Regions from separate parts of the Bombyx mori genome. Here region 2 is linked to region 1. Evidence: chromatin contacts called from public Hi-C data. All regions are on one chromosome and are shown on one strand. Each heading gives the region's core, a stretch centred on a gene start, on an enhancer-like site or on the middle of the called end of the contact. The rest is flanking DNA. Distances are from core to core; before and after follow the strand shown.

Region 1 (3,592 bases), core at 246-2,745:
GAAACACACTGAAGTTGCTTGACGTTAGACGGGCGGTCGGTCGCTAAACTCATGCCAAATTTCTCTGCAGCATGACAATAGGACAGCCGCGCCGATCGCACATATCGTTTGATAATGCTAACAAGAAGAAGAAGAAGTTCTGTCACTGACTAATGTTGCTGACCATAAGTATACGCGTTGAGACACCGTTGGGAAAATCTTAACAATGAATACAAGCCACAAGACTGCCGATCTTATAAATGCGATGTTTTGATTATAGTTGACTCCATTCAAGCAGGAATCGAATTTATCTTAAAATAACCACTTTCGAATTGACACGTAAAAACTATAGTTTGGTGTACACGACTAACGTAACCACCTGCCATAATTGCTAATTCCACAACGTGAAAAATCATAATTCAAAATATCAAGAAATAACTAATCTTGTTTAGCCGAACGCGTGATTCAGGAAAGTTTAAAATGGTATCCAGGATAGGAATTAGAAAAATAAGTGTCGCTACTGCTACTAAGAATGAATGACAGAAGAGTAGTCAATTAAAACTATTTTTACGGATTAATCTAACGTATTTTATTATCTTTGTATTCTATCGGAAATTTGATGATTAAGCCATAAAAGTTATTTTAATGATTAGTATGATCATGGACGACTACCGACTACACTACGATATACCGACGACCTAGTAAAAAGCGCTGGGTCTCGTTGGATGCAGGTGGCAATGGACCGGTCGCACTGGAAATCTATTGGAGAGGCCTATGTTCAGCAGTGGACGGCGATAGGCTGAAATGATGATGATAATCATGGAGAAGCTCAATAAGACTGAATATATAACAACGTTGGACCTCCAAATCAAATATAATAGAAAAATAAATAACTGAAAACAAATCACGCACGGTCATTCCGCTCCAAATTAGGAGGATTCCTTTTGTAGTTGGTACCAGAGACTGACATACATCTGCCGTGAAGCAGTAATGTGTTTCGGTTTGAAGGATGGGGCTGCCGTTGTAACTATACTGAGACCTTAGAACTCATATCTCAAGGTGGGTTGCGACTTTTACGTTTGAGTTGTCTATGGGCTCCGATAACCAATTAACATCAGATGGGCCGTGAGCTCATCCACCTATCTAAGCAATAGAAAAAAAAAACACTTATATACGTTTGAATATATAGATAATAAACACCCAGACAAAAAGGAAAAAAACCGGCTCATTACACGAATGTCGATAAGGGAATCGAACCCACGACCCTCGGCGCAACAGTTAGGGCACTAATTACTGCGCCACCGAGTCAGTCAAATGATTATGAATTTACAGATTGATTCAGATTGAATCGGCTGTACGTACTTTTAACATAACTCAGCAACCAATTTTTTTTTTTTTAATTCCATGATGACTCACGTCTTGCAATTAGATGTTACAGTTCTGACGGTGTTCCTTAAAACCGGCTCTGACTCATGCATCGAGTAAAACTAATGTGCTGAAAAAAACCGGTATATTTTGACCTCGCGCGACCCTCGCAGCCGTAAGAATAAAAATTGTTGCATCGTTCTTCCACAGGCTCTCGTCTGATTGGTCCTGTTTGAAACCGATAAATTAAAGATGTACGTATTTACAATACGATATTTTCAAGGGATTTTGCGAATTGTAACGACACTCTTAGAACACATTCGAGGCTTCATCTCGCGTTTACAATTTCCGACATTTCAAAGACTAAGACTTTGGTTAGATTGATTAGTACATCTTTGACTGTAATAATATAATAAGGGTTTTTTTTTTCATAAAAAATAACCAAATATAAATGTTTTATTGGACCTTCACCGATCTCATAGGAAATCTACATTATTAACATGCGTACAGTGTGCTTAGTGCGAGTTTTTTAACGTTCTCGCGAGCGTAAAAGTTAACTCAAATTTGTATGCAGTTGGAGCAGCGCCCCTAGCGGTGAACGTAGACAAACGTTCTCACTCCATAGAAAATTGGGTTAACTTTTACGCTATCGAGAACGTTAAAAAACTCGCAATAAGCCCACAGATATATTATTATGTATACACAAAATAGATACTGTTCAAATTTGATATACTTAAACACGTGAGAAGAACTTGAAATTCAAAATTACTAGAGTTGCGCTTAAATTTAAGTTTCCGGGATAATGTTGGTTATTCGTAACGAGGTAAAAGATACTGCAAATTATATTAGCCATTAGTTTTTGCGTGATCCTCCTACATATATTAATCAACTGCTATACAAAAACTTGGTATGTGAACAATTACCTTCTACCAAATCAGTTTCTTTGTTCTCATGTGTTTTAATGCAATCTTGTTCGTTACTTGCATCCGGATATCTGTATGTATCTGTATGCGTGCGTATCTAACAGCTCTATAATAGTATCGATAGATTGGGTTGTTTTTACGCCGAAAATAGAACTTTGTCGTACAAAGTATACGATTTAAATTGTAATTTCCACATTCAACGATTTGGGCGATGGAGACAAACAAAACAAACCCCGAATAAGGAATATCCGTCGTTAACACGACCGGAAATCGAACTAGGAACTCGTAGGCAGTTTTGCAGTAGGCAGCGGCTTGGCTCTGCTCCTGGCATTGCTGAAGTCCGTGGGCGACGGTAACCACTTACCATCAGGTGGGCCGTACGACTGCCTAGAAAGACAATAAAAAAAAAAAAAGTTGTCACCATAGATAATACACATAAATTAGTTATAGACAAGCAACTCAAGCACTCAACAAAAATGTTTACGGGCGTCGGCCACTAGATGGCTTCGCTTCGATTAGTTTCTCATTGCTCCTGTAGATGGCAGTAACATATAACATATCCTATATTTTACTTTCAATAAATCAATTTTGTAAATTTTCAGAAACCACAAATTGATAAAATTTAATCAATTTGTCTATAACAAATGAAGACTTGTATGATTTATTAAAAAAAAATCTGTGTTTAGTTATTCAATAATTAAATGCCTTAACTTTAATAACATATAAGTTTAAGGGCATCCCCTAAAAGATGTCGCTAGTTTCCATACAAACAAAATATTTGTCTTAAAGTATCGGCAGTTTCAGAGCCTGGTTATCAGAGCTACTAACAACTCTACCAACATCTATCAATTGTTCACGTTTGTTTTCAACACGTAACTCGACAACGCGAAAAGTGGGAAATTCGTATATATCATTGTCTATGTCAATCATTCCTTGACGTAATCATTGACGCATATTTTGATGATTCTCGTGTGCGTCATAGCTCATATAAAATTATAGACTCGAATGTTAGATCATTAAAAATTCCAAGTGACTGATGTTTTTGTTTTTGAAGTACCTACTTACTACCTTGCTGTACTGGACGTAAGCAGGCGTTCCGGTTCGAAGGGTGGGAAAGAGCCGTTATAATCATTGACACACCTGATAAAAAGTCGTCGTGGCCTAAAGGATAAGGCGTCCGGTGCATACGTGTTGAGCGATGCACCGGTGTTCGAATTTCAGGCGGGTACCAATTTTTCTAATGAAATACGTACTCAACAAAATGTTCACGATTGACTTCCACGGTGAAGGAATAACATCGTGCAATAAAAATCAAACCCGCAAAA
Region 2 (3,336 bases), core at 621-3,120, 34 kb before region 1:
ATCAAAACAAAGTAAAGATTAGATTTACTACTCAAAGAGGAGTGTTTTGTTTAGAATCTGTTCAGCGATAGATTAAATATATAAATTTAAGTATTTCAGTTAAAAAAATATCAGTGCAATTTCCCACACAAATACCACAGTACAGCGTTCACAAATAAAGCGATAATGTCGTTTCCTTTGCCATGAAAAACCTCTAATAAAATACGACTTGAATGGTCTCGCTGCCCACATGTTTGTCTTGAAGAAACTTTAGTACACGCATTATGCATGTTCAGCTTTTAATACGAATGTAGTGAAATTGTTTATCTTGGTAATGACTTTGATTAAACAACTGTACGATTTTCGGTAAGGAACACAGGATAATAATGATTATTTGTTTAACGGATCCTGACCATAAAAAGTTTGTTTCGACGAGAATGAAAAGGGCAAATGTTCGCTCGCGTTGTTGTTTTATAAACAATTTCAAACAGGCGAATCATTTGGTCTGAAAACTATAAATAACTGGTGTTTCATCTGTTGTATAAATCTTGTGCTTAGTTATAGCAAAGTATGTTCAGGCTTGGTATTTTTGATTGAATAGTTGATAACCGAGATAACCAAACGGCAAACCAAAAACGTTCATGAAAAGAATGGTGTTGCATCCCGAAATATACACAACGTAGCTTATTAGGACTAGAAGGGTCGACTACAAAAATATTTGACACGGAGGAAGAAAAAAACTTCAATGATCAAGACTCGTCTATATCTCTATATATAAAAATTAATTGCTGTTCGTTAGTCTCGCTAAAACTCGAGAACGGCTGGACCGATTTGGCTTATTTTGGTCTTGAATTATTCGTGGAAGTCCAGAGAGGGTTTAAAAGGTCGATAAATATGAAAATTCTCGGAATTAAATAAAAATAACAATTTTGTTTTTCCTATGATGTGTCCCCCGTCAGACGGATTCTTTTTGTTTGTTTTAAGTTTATTTTATACAGAAGTTTAGGTATTTTATTGATCGATTGAGGCACTACGAAGTCTGCCGGGTCAGCTAGCTATTTAATAAATATCATAACAGCCCGACACGAACCAGGAACATTGAACGAAAAGAATGAAAAAAATTAGATATTTTGTATATCAGAACCTCGACTAATATCGAATATTTTTACACAGGTACTTCATACATTGATAACCTATCGTCTGTGCTTAGTAAGAGTAATTGTTTATTCGTTGACTATTAATTTTGTGCCTCGGAATTTTATCATGTAGGTATGTTGTTATTAATATAATAATCTACTATTCTTAACATTGAAATATAAATTCACGTGTTTGTGCCTTATGAAGAAAATTAAATTCATTAATTATTCCTATACTTGAATTATTCTGTTTTCATTACAAATATTGATAAAGGAATTAAGTGTGAAATATAATATTCTTGCTGCAATTAATTAAGATTTACAGTCCAAACTTGACTCTTTCTCTAAGTATACTTCTTTCAACAGAATCTAATGTTTAATTAAATAGTATAGAATTCGGGTTCTCCTTTTAAAATCCAAAATAATGGGTGCGAAATAAAGATCATCGTGATTTTGTACTAATTAATGATCATTCTAATAATTAAATGACATTAATATTTATCTATGCTATTGACAAGTTTTACGTAAATAGTCGCGTAATACAACGGAACTATAGATAACATAATGCATCTTCATAAGTATTGTAAAATAACATTACGTAATCCTTAACGAAAAGAAACGCTCATTGATTCGTGCCCTGTGCAAAATTAATGTACCGTTTCCTTTTTCTTGGTAAACGGATGCGTGCACGCACGTTCCGAGAAGCCGCCATGTTGTATCGTATATTTCCGGCGTCTCGTCCCCACCACGTCCATCGCAGATAACGTTATCATCCTCTTGTTCCATCGCCGTGATGAGGTACTTGACCATTCGGTAGCTAAGGACGTTGACTTGATTCATATTTTTAGCTTAGTAAACATTTCTTACGTCGCGTAGTTAACCCAGTCTAAACACAAGCCGAGGTGGATTAAACTGGCGTGTTGCCATAAAAGTCGTTTTTTTTATCGTATTTCATAACTTATTTCTATTTTGATCAACTCAAACAATGGAAACTTATGGAAATAAAGGTTTTTTATACTTGTTTCTTCATTTAACCTTTAAATTCAAGTTGTAGCTTAAACGTATTTCCATTTATGGATTAGATTGACGACTCGGAAAACTCCTAAAAGCGCACAAAATTAGTATGCGTAAACGTACAAGGTAAAACCTGGACCATTGTATTCACCAGGAAACTAATTGCAGTTAATTAATCCATATGCGGAAAACCGTGTAGGCGATTGATAGCTTCCCCCCTATCCCTTCCCTCTGATAAATTCCATCGATTTTATCTCGAACTATTTAAGTTATCAGTGTAACTGTCGTTGCGGTGAGGGACTGGCGATAATGCGTGATATCCTAGCGTTTGTAATAAAGAGTTTTTGTCATCGTGTTCTGATATGCCCGCGTCACTCACTGGCTTGAAATAAACATTCGCCGATAAAACGAAAAAAGAAAAAAAAAACAGGAACTTAAAGCGGTAGTATTTATAATGACTTCAACCTTGAATTGAACTATGTCCTTTATTGCTAATAATACGGCGTCCGATTCACGCAGTATACTTTTGTGATTAACTTTGACGACTAGAATTAATGTTATTGCTCGTAGACGCGGCGTCACGTCTATAAATCTATTTTATAAATGTCACTGATAACCGTTGATGGATGCGAAATAATTAACAACGCGATAATTAACTGCCAAGGATAATATTGTTACAGTAAAATCTGTTACATTACAGATCTGATTGCAATGAGGAGGTCGATGACCGTTAGCGAACAGGCACTTTGAAGGGTAGCTGCCGATTATGGCGGCGGATCCTATGGACAGCCGGATACTAACGGTTGTGCAAATTCAATCACTATCAATCCATCATAATTACTCAGGCTTCGTTGTACGTTATGATATTGTAGATGATTTGATATAATATTTTGGAATACTCAGTAAATATCCACATATCACTCTTTTCCCTATTCGCTGGTAACCTAAGGGGCTATTCCAGCTTCTCGCGGACGGTTAGCTAAGCTCACGAGCTCAACCTGAAACAATTTGCTAACACTAGGTCTAGCAACCCACTGAATCGCGACCCACTGAGAAGATCCGCCGAGAAACTCAGTGGGTACATATCACACAATATTGACACAAAAGAGTTGTTAGTCTTGTCACGTATGATGAATCTAGTCTTAGTGTTTGCTTATGATTCTGTAATTTAAAATAGTCTTTGCATAAATATTCAATGAGTTTCGCA

Evidence for each region. Hi-C and Micro-C count contacts between places; a contact is called where the count stands out from the background.
Region 2: a Hi-C map of posterior silk gland shows a contact between it and region 1, with 1.8 times the contacts expected there. The contact joins two enhancer-like sites. A contact is called at or near these places in 4 of 7 Hi-C or Micro-C datasets (middle silk gland, midgut, posterior silk gland and 1 more).

What each region holds. Positions count from the first base shown.
Region 1 is chr25:10,851,089-10,854,680 of ASM3026992v2, reverse strand. The region is part of intron 2 of LOC101737978 (unc-112-related protein); the gene reads left to right. Among protein-coding and RNA genes, the nearest start is that of LOC101738108, 21 kb to the right of the region's middle. Within about 2 kb of position 1,495, at least 3 of the 8 cell types and tissues checked have open chromatin away from gene starts, as enhancers often do.
Region 2 is chr25:10,886,090-10,889,425 of ASM3026992v2, reverse strand. All of the region lies in intron 1 of LOC101737978 (unc-112-related protein), which reads left to right. Among protein-coding and RNA genes, the nearest start is that of LOC101737978, 4.9 kb to the left of the region's middle. Within about 2 kb of position 1,870, at least 6 of the 8 cell types and tissues checked have open chromatin away from gene starts, as enhancers often do.